Regions from separate parts of the Zea mays genome. Here region 2 is linked to region 1. The links are chromatin contacts, called in public Hi-C maps. All regions are on one chromosome and are shown on one strand. Each heading gives the region's core, a stretch centred on a gene start, on an enhancer-like site or on the middle of the called end of the contact. The rest is flanking DNA. Distances are from core to core; before and after follow the strand shown.

Region 1 (5,516 bases), core at 2,190-4,689:
AAAAAAATACATGGGAGCATAACCCAAGCAAAACCTTACAGATAAAAAAAAGGCATGTACAGCTGTTATTGACTGTTCTTTTATTCTTTTTCTCAAGCAATGTTTCTTTTTGCGCACCTGTAGAGCTCAGGCTAAAGGGAAACATATATAGACCTACAGTCAAATTTTGTTTCCTTTTTATCAGCTGATATACCAGCTGCCCACTGGTGAAGAAGAGAAGGATGGCGAAGCCCAAGAGGAAGCACCATGCTGGCCTACGAGGGAGACAAGGGTACAAGGCTCAACCCGTGATATCTTGGTTTGGTCCAAGTGGATCAACAAATGAACCGTACTGTGAGGGCATATCAAATATGCTCGTCCGTTGCTACGGATGAATAGCACATGGAATTGATCATGTGTTGATCTTATTTTTATATTTTATTTTTTGTGACGAGTGTTCAAATAAGTGGAGACACAGATGACTTTCCAATTAGAATAGTACTACATCAAGGATCAGCTTTGAGCCCTTACCTTCTTGCCTTGGTAATGGATAAGGTAACAAAGGACATACAAGGAGATATCCCTTATTATATGCTTTTGCGGACAATGTAGTACTAGTTGACAAAAAAACGGGCACGAATAAATAGGAAACTGAAATTGTGGCAGGAGACTATTCAGTCCAAAGGTTTTAGACTTAGTAGAACTAAAACTGAATATATGAGATATGACTTCGGCACTACTATATATGAGGAAGGAGAAGTTAGTTTGTAAGGTTAAGTAATGCTCACGAAGGATAGCTTTCGATATTTAGGATCAATGCTATAAAGAGACGGTGATATTGACGAAGATGTTAGCCATAGAATCAAAGCAAGATGGATAAAGTGTTGTTAAACATCTAACATTAACATTATATATGACAAGAGAATACTAAAGAAGCTAGAAGGCAAGTTTCATAGGATGGCAATAATACCTGCTATGTTGTATGGAGTAAAATGTTAGCCTACAAAAAGACGACACGTTCAGCAAATAATGTGTATGTTGCGTTAGATTTGTGGACATATAAGGGGTTGAGTCTGGAATGATGGTATGTGTGATAGGCTACACGTAGCACCAATTAAAAAAAAACTTGTCTATACTGGTTGAGATGGTTTGGACATGTCAAACGAAGAGCTTTAAAAGCACTAGTGCGTAGTGAGATCCTAAGGCACAATTGCAATGGATTATTGGAAGAGAGGCAGGGAATACTGAAGCTAACATGAAAAGAGACAATAAAAGGAGACTTGAAAGAATGGAATATACCTAAAGATTTAGCCTTGAATAGGTGTACATGAAAAACGACTATCCATGTACCTGAACCTTGACTTGTGGTTTTTGTTGGGTTTCAACTCTAGCCTATAGCAATTTGTTTGGCACTAAAAGACTTTGTTGTATCTTTTGGATAGTTAAGATTAAAGAATACCCTATGATCCTGTTAGGAATGCAAGTACCAAATACACAAAAGTTCAATATATACTTACATGGTTATAGACATCATTGTTTTTTTTTCCAAATTTTTATGTAACAAATGGATCTGCTGCATTATATTGATGTTCCGTGTAAGTTTATCAAATAATTTAATCATGTAATCTGTAGCATTTGGTACATTTATGTTTCTAATGTTGGGTTTCACTCCTTGATTCAATTACTGCTGAGGTGCTGATTATATTTCCATAGAGAAATCAAAATGATCTGAACACTTGAGCAACAAACTCTCTCTCTCTCTCTCTCTCTCTCTCTCTCTCTCTCTCTCTCTCTCTCTCTCTCTCAGACAAAAAGTAAAATTACAGCATGGATCCTATTGAAGCTTTTTAGGCCAGATATTCAAACTAGAATCAAGAATTTCAAGGAATAAATGCAGGCACATGTTGTGATGGGTCCGGTCTATTGAAGTCTCCTTTTCACAAAAGAATTGAACTACGCACATTATTTCTGTGTAATAAAATTATATCAATTTATAATTAACTTTGGGCTTTCCCGGCATCCCAGGTATAATATATATGCTAATCCAAAACTACATATATTAAACTATAGAAACTATAACTGGATAACATCAAAATTATTTTTTAGCGTCTCTGCAATTAGATTCATCCACAGACACAAAATCACCACAGGCTACCTCAAAGATGGCACCGCCAAGCCATAAGTTTTCTAGTAAAAGCTGAACTCAAATGAAAAAACCATGTTATTTTCAATCTGTCTTACACAAGAAAACTAATATAAGAAAACCATCAAATAAGTTGGAAGCGAGTCATTTGGATATTTCCCGTCTGCTGACAACCCAGTAAGAAATTGCCCAGGCAAGGCAATGTTTGCAAATGAAAAGATACTTCACCAATCATGTATAGATATGTTAAATAATTATATCTGAAGATTTCAGGTATAAGTTGACAGCGGGTCATTAGGAAATTTCCTTTCTGCTGACAACTCAGTAAAAAATTGCCAAGGCAAGGCAATGTTTGCACATGAAATGATACTTCACCAATCATGCCCAGGTATGTTAAATAATTATATCTGGAGATTTCAGGAATCAACTTACAGGGCACAACTTCTTCACATTCTGTGCCGCTTTCCTCAAATTATCAAGGGTCTCCTGGTGATACGCAGCATCCATCCATGAGAAATCAAACCGTGCAACTGCAAAACAGAACATACACATGTCACAATTACTGTTAATATTAATTAGTAACCAACAATATCAAAGTTAGTCTAATTGCAAATAAATGAGGATACAAATAAAGTTGGTGAACTCAAACCTGACATTCCAGCAGTGAGGCATTCCTGAATAATCTCAACCGAGTGTGAATTGGGCCCGAGCGTCCCAACTATCTTGGTGAGTGATGGGAATACTTTCTGCACAGGTGCACACGACAAACAAATCAGCTGGCCAACGTCGTTAATCCTCAAGACCAAGTCAAATCAAAGTTCCATTACAAGTGATCGCCCAAATTAGCGCGTACTGAATAATCCCAATTTCACATCTCACGCCATTCCGACAAAATCCACGCTTCCACAGATAACCCCCGTTGCGAGCACGCACTAAACACAAATCACTCAAAAATTGGCCTGCCTCAAATTCGGCAAACCCGGCACTCCGCCCGACTCTCCGGCCACCAAATCAAACCCGGCCAACCGATCGACCAAACCAAACAGACTACTCGCCACACCGGCCGTGCAGAGTGCGCAAGCGCTGATGCACACGGGCGCCTAAAGCGCGAGATCCATCAGGGGCGGGGAAATATAGAGAGAAATGGAGGCAGCGACGGTTACAGGCTTGGCGGGGGAGAGGACGGAGGCGAGGCGGAAGGGCTCCTCCAGGAGCATGTGGCTGGCGCCCTGCATCTCCCTCCTCCTTGCAGAAACCTTCCCCTTAGGGTTTTGCCGGCTCCGAGTCTCCGATGCGATCGCCTCGCGGCTCGAGAAAGACGAGGACGAGAACGAGAGAGGGAGAGAGGAGCGGACAAGGCGTAGGGAGAAAGAAAGAAACCAAGCGAACACGTGGCGGTTCGATTTGCGTTTTGAATCCCTTGGACGGTTTGAAGCGACAAAGACCGGTTTGGGGTGACGGTCTGACTGGCTTGAGGGGGGCACTAGATTCATGTCTTCCTCTTTGCGTGCGGCGTTTCACTAGGGGGGTCCGGCCCACCATCAGTAGGTTTGAGTGTCGGGGTAAACAAGTCAGACGTGTGAAAAAGGTTTATGGGCTGGTTCGCTGGGGCCATCCAGGCAAAGGATGCGCGCCGCGTAGCGTTGAATGGCCTATCGGATGGCAGGGAGCTTCTAGTGACGCGCGAAAATCCATGCAGCGGGTGCAGTGCAGTGCCGTGTGGCGAACTCGGAACTCGGATACCGCCTGCTTGTCCTATCGTGTCGTGTGGCCTACCTGGATGAAATCGACTTCAAGATTCAAATCATACTAATACCGTGATACGATGGACAAAATCTCTTCCATGTCATCCAAACATATATCAATCCTTTAGATATCATTTAAAATTATATGTTTCATTCAAAGCCATTGGTTATTTTCCATCCCTTCGATGTCATTGCCATTACATGTCGCTGTTAAGTGGAGCATGTGCCCACGTGTCGTAGCCGGTAGGGTGGGCATTTTAAAACCGAAAACTGAATCCGAACCAAACCCGAATTGTCGGTCTATTCTGTTTTCGAGTTCGGGTTCGGTTCCTATATGTGCTATATTTCGGGGTATGGGTTCGGTTCCTAACCTTTAAAACCTGAATAGACCAAATAACCCGAAATATAAAAAAACTCATAATATGTGATGGTATTATTATATGATTTATGAACTTATTAGCTAGAAATAATGATATCATATTAACAATAGTATATATATCTTTGTATGCTAATTTTTATAGTCACTTGTTGTAATAATAGTACTTTCAATTAATTATTCATTGTATATATTTTAACAAAATATACTAGTCTCTCTATAATTCGGGTCTATTCGGTGGACCGAACCGAAATTGTGAGTCTATTCGGGTTTGGTTCCTGTGGGGACGGATATCCCCGGGTCCACTCGAATGCAAGAAGGCCTCGCGAAAGGCTTTGGGCCTATTGTCTCGCAAGGCCGTCCCTTCGTGGGCCAGGGGAGAATTGCTGGCGGAATGGGCCGACGCGAGGAAGAAGCAGACTTAGGCCCAGGCGGCTCGTTGGATTTAAGCATTATCCACAGCGCTGATCCGATTCTCCCGCGCAGCGCCCTCGGACGTCAGAACAAAATAAGGATAAGTCGGCAAGATTATAGGAAGATAAGTTCAGTCAGTTCACTATTACTTAGGTACACATCGTCATCATACACGCATGTAATACCACACGGTCAAGTATATAAGGCCTAGGGCTAGGGGTACCCCATCAGAATCATCGACCATCTACTTAGCCACTAGCTTTTCTCCATACAGGAGACTTCCCTTGTAACCTACCACATAAAAGATCCACGCCAGGAAGTAGGGTGTTACGCATCTCAAAGCGGTCCGAACCTGTAGAAAATCCTCTGTCATCCCTCGTACATCTCGCACGAACCATTGAGTTACAGTCAACAAGACCGTCCTACCCAAAAGCGTCGCGAGGGGTAACCCCAGGTCTGCGGTCGGGCTCCAAACACCGACAGCTAGGGCGCCAGGTAGGGGGGTGTCGTTGATCCAAGCTAGCTCAATGGTTGTCACTTCCTAGTGCAAGATTGCTCTCCGCCCTGGATCCGTATTTTGCTTCGGGACCATCTCGTCCGTAACAGATGAGAAGGGAATTATGTACCGCATAGCGGATCCACCGGAGAAGAAGCCTTCCTCGGAAATCTCCGAGAAAGTCGGAACGAAGCAGCGAATAGTGCAACGTCCTGCGCCCCAGACGAAGACTGTCCCTTGCAAGTCGAGAGCCGGGAATTCACTTGCCCGAAGAACCCCGTTGCTCACTTCGCCCACAAAGGAGTGGACACGGATTACAAGGAAAAAGGAAGCAAGCAAGGTGGAAGCTTGTCAAGTTATCCT
Region 2 (4,918 bases), core at 2,279-4,778, 140 kb after region 1:
GCCCGAGCCCGAGTCATTGGACTTGTCATCCCTTGGCTCGTTGACGAAGGACTCCTTCTCCTTGTCGTTGATCACAATTCCCTTCCCCTTAGGATCCATCTCTTCGGGCGGTTAGTCCCTTTCTTGAAGAGAACGGCTCTGATACCAATTGAGAGCACCTAGAGGGGGGGGTGAATAGGTGATCCTGTAAAAACTTAAACTTATGGCCACAAAACTTGATTAGGCGTTAGCACAGTTTATACCAAGTGGCTAGAGAGGAGTCAAAACACAATAACCACACGAATCCAATCACAGAGATGACACAGTGGTTATCCCGTGGTTCGGCCAAGTACAAAACTTGCCTACTCCACGTTGTGGCGTCCCAACGGACGAGAGTTGCACTCAACTCCTCTCAAGTGATCCAATGATCAACTTGAATACCACGGTGTTCTTGCTTTTCTTTTCTCAATCCCGTTTGCGAGGAATCTCCACAACTTGGAGCCTCTCGCCCTTACAAAAGATGTTCACAGAGAATCACAGAGCAAGGGAGGGATTAGCAACTCACACACAACACAAAGATCACAGCGAATACGCACACACAAGACCCAGACTTGAGCTCAAAAGACTAGCACACTAGAACGGAGCTCAAATCGCTAGAATGTCGAACAAGTGCGCGAGATTGATGTGTGAGTGATCAAGAGTGCTCAAAGAATGCTTGGTATTCTCCTCCATGCGCCTAGGGGTCCCTTTTATAGCCCCAAGGCAGCTAGGAGCCGTTGAGAGCACATCTGGAAGGCTATTCTTGCCTTCTGTCGTCGGGCGCACCGGACACTGTCCGGTGCCCGATTTGTTTCCATAAAAAGCGAAGCCGACCGTTGCCGACCGTTGTAGATCTGGCGCACCGGACAGTCCGGTGCACACCGGACAGTCCGGTGCTTCCTTCCGACCGTTGGCTCGGCCACGTGTCGCGCGCCGATCGCGCGGCCGACCGTTGGCCCGGCCGACCGTTGGCTCACCGGACAGTCCGGTGCACACCGGACAGTCCGGTGAATTTTAGCCGAAGTCGCCGGAGAAAAACCCGAGAGCGGCCTCTTCGGCCGAGGCAGCCTGGCACACCGGACACTGTCCGGTGCACCACCGGACAGTCCGGTGCCCCAGACCGAAACAGCCCCTTGGCTGTACACAGCCAAGTCTTCTCTTCTCTTCTTTTATCTGTTTCTAACACTTAGACAAATATATTAGTACACAAAACCAATGTACTAAGGCTTAGAAACATACCTTAACTTGTGATTTGCACTTTGTTCATCCATGGGCATATTTTCACATTAAGCACTTGTGTTTGCACTCAATCACCAAAATACTTAGAAATGGCCCAAAGGCACATTTCCCTTTCAAATATGATGCATGTTTTCATGATATCTCCAATGTGTTGTGGAGACCAACCATATGCAGGACCACGAACTATGGCCCATCGCTTCTGTAGTACTCCAAATGTTCGTTCAATGTCTTTTCTAGCAGACTCTTGAACAGTGGCAAAATGTTGGGTCCTCACATCATACAGATGACAGATTGTCTTCACAAACGCTGGCCAGTCCGGATAAATACCATCTGCTAGGTAATATCCCATGTTGTAGGTGTGTCCATTGACGGAGAAACTCACTGGTGGACTATCACCATGAAGATGCGAATCGAACAGGTTAGAACGCTGAAGAACATTGATGTCGTTACAGCTACCTGGCATGCCGAAGTATGCATGCCAAATCCATAAGTCATATGAGGCAACAGCTTCGAGGATCATTGTAGGGTGTTTACCGCGACCGGTAAACATCCCCTTCCATGCAGTTGGGCAGTTACGCCACTCCCAATGCATGCAATCGACACTACCAAGCATACCAGGAAAGCCGCGTGATTCTCCAACATGGAGAAGCCTAGCGATATCAGCAGGAGTAGGTTTCCTAAGATAGTACCCCCCAAAAGCAGTTTGTATGGCAGTGCAAAAGTGTTTCAAAGCCTCATGTGCTGTAGATTCTCCAATTCGTACGTACTCGTCAACGGCATCCGCAGGAACACCGTATGCAAGGATACGTACGACAGCAACAACTTTCTGAAGGGCAGATAGGCCTAGCTCACCGGCACAGTTTGGACGTTGAACGAAGTACGGATCCACTTGTTGCACAGCAAGAACGAGACGCTCAAACACATGGCGACGCATGCGAAACCTATATTGCAAACTTTTTTTAGTACAATTGTGAAGTACGTACTATGGACGTTAATACATGTGCGTATGAATAAACATACCTCCTCCGAAATTGTGCATCCGTGTAAACCGGATGGGCGCAAAAGTAGTCGGCTCAGATTCTTGCATCACCACTGATATGGTCACGATGGATTCGAACACGACCGGGAATGGAACCAGCGTACCGACGCTCGTTAAGTGCACGACGCCTACGATGTTGGTACGTCGCAACCTCGAGCTCATGGTCTTCATCTTCCATGTCTTGTGCCATCCTAAGAAAAATATTGGAATCTACGAACCGGTCCATTGTTGTGGATGAGTGTATGCGAAGTGTGAGTGAAGTGTTGAAGTAGTGATTATTTATAGAAGGGATAGGCTTCGGAGAGAAGCCATGCGCTTGTCGTGCAGCCGAAGCTAGACAATGGCTTGTTCAAGAAGTGTCGTGGCTTACGGTGGAAGCATGTGAATTCGTAAACATTTTTTCGTACGATTCAAATATGGTGTCACGTTTTTTCCACAATAATTGCACAGAACATAAATTGCAATGTTATTTGTTTTGTACATTTCGAAATTATTAATGAACCATAGTTTTTAGATTATTATTTCAAATTTTATTGATTACAAATTTTTTAGCATCCTTTAAGTACCATTAAATGGGTACAAAACAAAGAAAACAGAAAAAGAAAAGAAAAAACAAATTCTGTTAACACTGTAGCTTTAGGGGATCGAATTTAGGGAACGTTGCTGGAGACACAGAAGATATAGAGGACAGAATCTTTTAGAGTGTCCTGTAAAGTACAGGGAATATTCCTTTAGGGGACGAAATTTAGGGGACGCTGCTGGAGACAGCCTAAATATCCCCTCCTTGTATTGTTGTAAATTTAGTTTCTAACTATGATAAAAAACCGATAAAACATAGGGAAATTTGGATCCATACCATTAAAAGATCACCACTTTGGATCCATACCATTACTATCTCACTTACATGTGGGTCCACATGGGTCAATGACATGTGAGGTCCATGGTATATATCTAAAGTTTGGATCTTTTAATGGTATAGATCCAATTGTTCCTAAAACATATGTTACAATGTATCTGAAACTTATTCTATAAAAATATGAATATAATATAGAGCTTTTGTAATCTATAACAACTTTTCAATATCCGCGTGCAGGGCGCGCGCCATGCACTTTGTCTACGTATCGCGTCACCACCGCGTTTGTCCACAGTCCACGTATCGACACCACCGCTCCAGGTGTCCTTGCACAGAAAAAGGCTGGTGTGGGAAGGAAGACGACAGCAAACAGCAAAAAGCAAAACCCGCTTCTCCCTCCTGCACTCCACTACTTGCCTTCCCGCCCGTCCTCTACTCCCCCAAATCCGCCGGGCCAAACCCTAGAGAAGGCGATCGGCATTTCCCCGACGGCGAGCGGGCGGAAGCGGACAATTATGCCCCGCTGCCGCCGCGACAAGGGGCAGGCGCTCATCGACCTCGACAGCGACGCCGAAGACGGTGAGACGTTCCGCCCCCTCGTCCCCCCCGAAATCTCCCCTTTCCCTCCGCTGTGCTGCGCCTGATGTTTCGGGCCACGTGCTGTGGCGCTCGGGGTGCTCTGCTTGATGTGCTGGCACGGTGGAGCTGCGGTTTGGTGGGCGCTGCGCTTTGGATTGTCTGTTGCCTGATTTATTGCTCTGTACCGGTTCAGATTGGCTGAAACTGAGAGGGTTCAGAGGTGTATTTTGCCTCAGATTTTGGGCTACATTCTCTCCGGCTGTTGCTGTATGTGCGGTTCGGACTTCGGAGGTGTATACTTGGATGTGATTGCACATTTGTAGGCGAACTTACTTTACTCGATGATAGTAGCGTTGTGGTGAAACAAAGTGACAGTCATAGGGTTTTTAGATTGTTGTTAATTTCAGCATTGCTATATTATTTGCCTAGTTGAAAACCTCTCTGTGTTGAAATATTATTCGAATTAAGTGCTGTTCTTGCTGTCCCTGTTTACAGTAACGTCATCTTGATAATAAAGGGATGAAAGCGTGGAAAAGGCTGGAAACAGTATCTTCTATACGAAAACGATTGCTGGTCGGGTAGAAATTTACTTGGTTGCATAATTAATCTACTTATTGTCGACCACAATACCATGTCGACAGATACTTAAAATTCAAATTTTAAATATGGTAATTTTCGGAAATGATATTGTCTTAACGGAAACGATACAATTACGATGCCTTGGTTACAGATTTTTGGTTACAGATTTTTGGTTACAGTTTTCATCTTTTTTTAATATTGCTGTTTATTGTTTTTGGCCTATAATATATGATCTAAAACCTTGTTTTGTATCTCATGAGCTGTTAGGTTAGTCAAGGATCTTTGAACATCATACAGTGTTGGAGGTCTGTCTAGAGCAGCAACCCACAATTTTGAGTGTAATATATTTGAACTCAAACAGTCAAACTATAAGATTAATTTCATCATTGCTATACTTATCTTGTTAATCTGACTCCATCTACTATCAGATTAATTTCAGTTTTATCTTGTTTATCCGACTTCCTCATCTACATGCCATGCTGAATGTTAATATGAATTTGAGTATTTTTGTTTCCTGTATGCAAACATTGGAAATGGTCTTGTTCTTTATCAATTCATTTACATATGGCTGTAATCTGAATAATTTGATTGTTTTATTCAGAATTAGAATA

The links. Hi-C and Micro-C count contacts between places; a contact is called where the count stands out from the background.
Region 2: a contact with region 1 is called in a Hi-C map of endosperm, with 4 times the contacts expected there. The contact joins the promoter of LOC100194202 here to the promoter of LOC100191365 in region 1. A contact is called at or near these places in 9 of 25 Hi-C or Micro-C datasets (bundle sheath, ear, endosperm and 4 more) and 1 of 3 datasets of contacts at active chromatin or transcription factors (seedling).

The regions. Positions count from the first base shown.
Region 1 is chr4:14,042,754-14,048,269 of Zm-B73-REFERENCE-NAM-5.0, forward strand. It overlaps LOC100191365, which reads right to left and starts at 3,440. Exons shown (of 16, transcript NM_001136799.1): 1 at 3,286-3,440; 2 at 2,772-2,868; 3 at 2,555-2,652. The coding sequence starts at 3,357.
Region 2 is chr4:14,183,525-14,188,442 of Zm-B73-REFERENCE-NAM-5.0, forward strand. It overlaps LOC100194202 (Cysteine proteinases superfamily protein), which reads left to right and starts at 3,529. Exons shown (of 9, transcript NM_001139247.2): 1 at 3,529-3,728. The coding sequence starts at 3,665.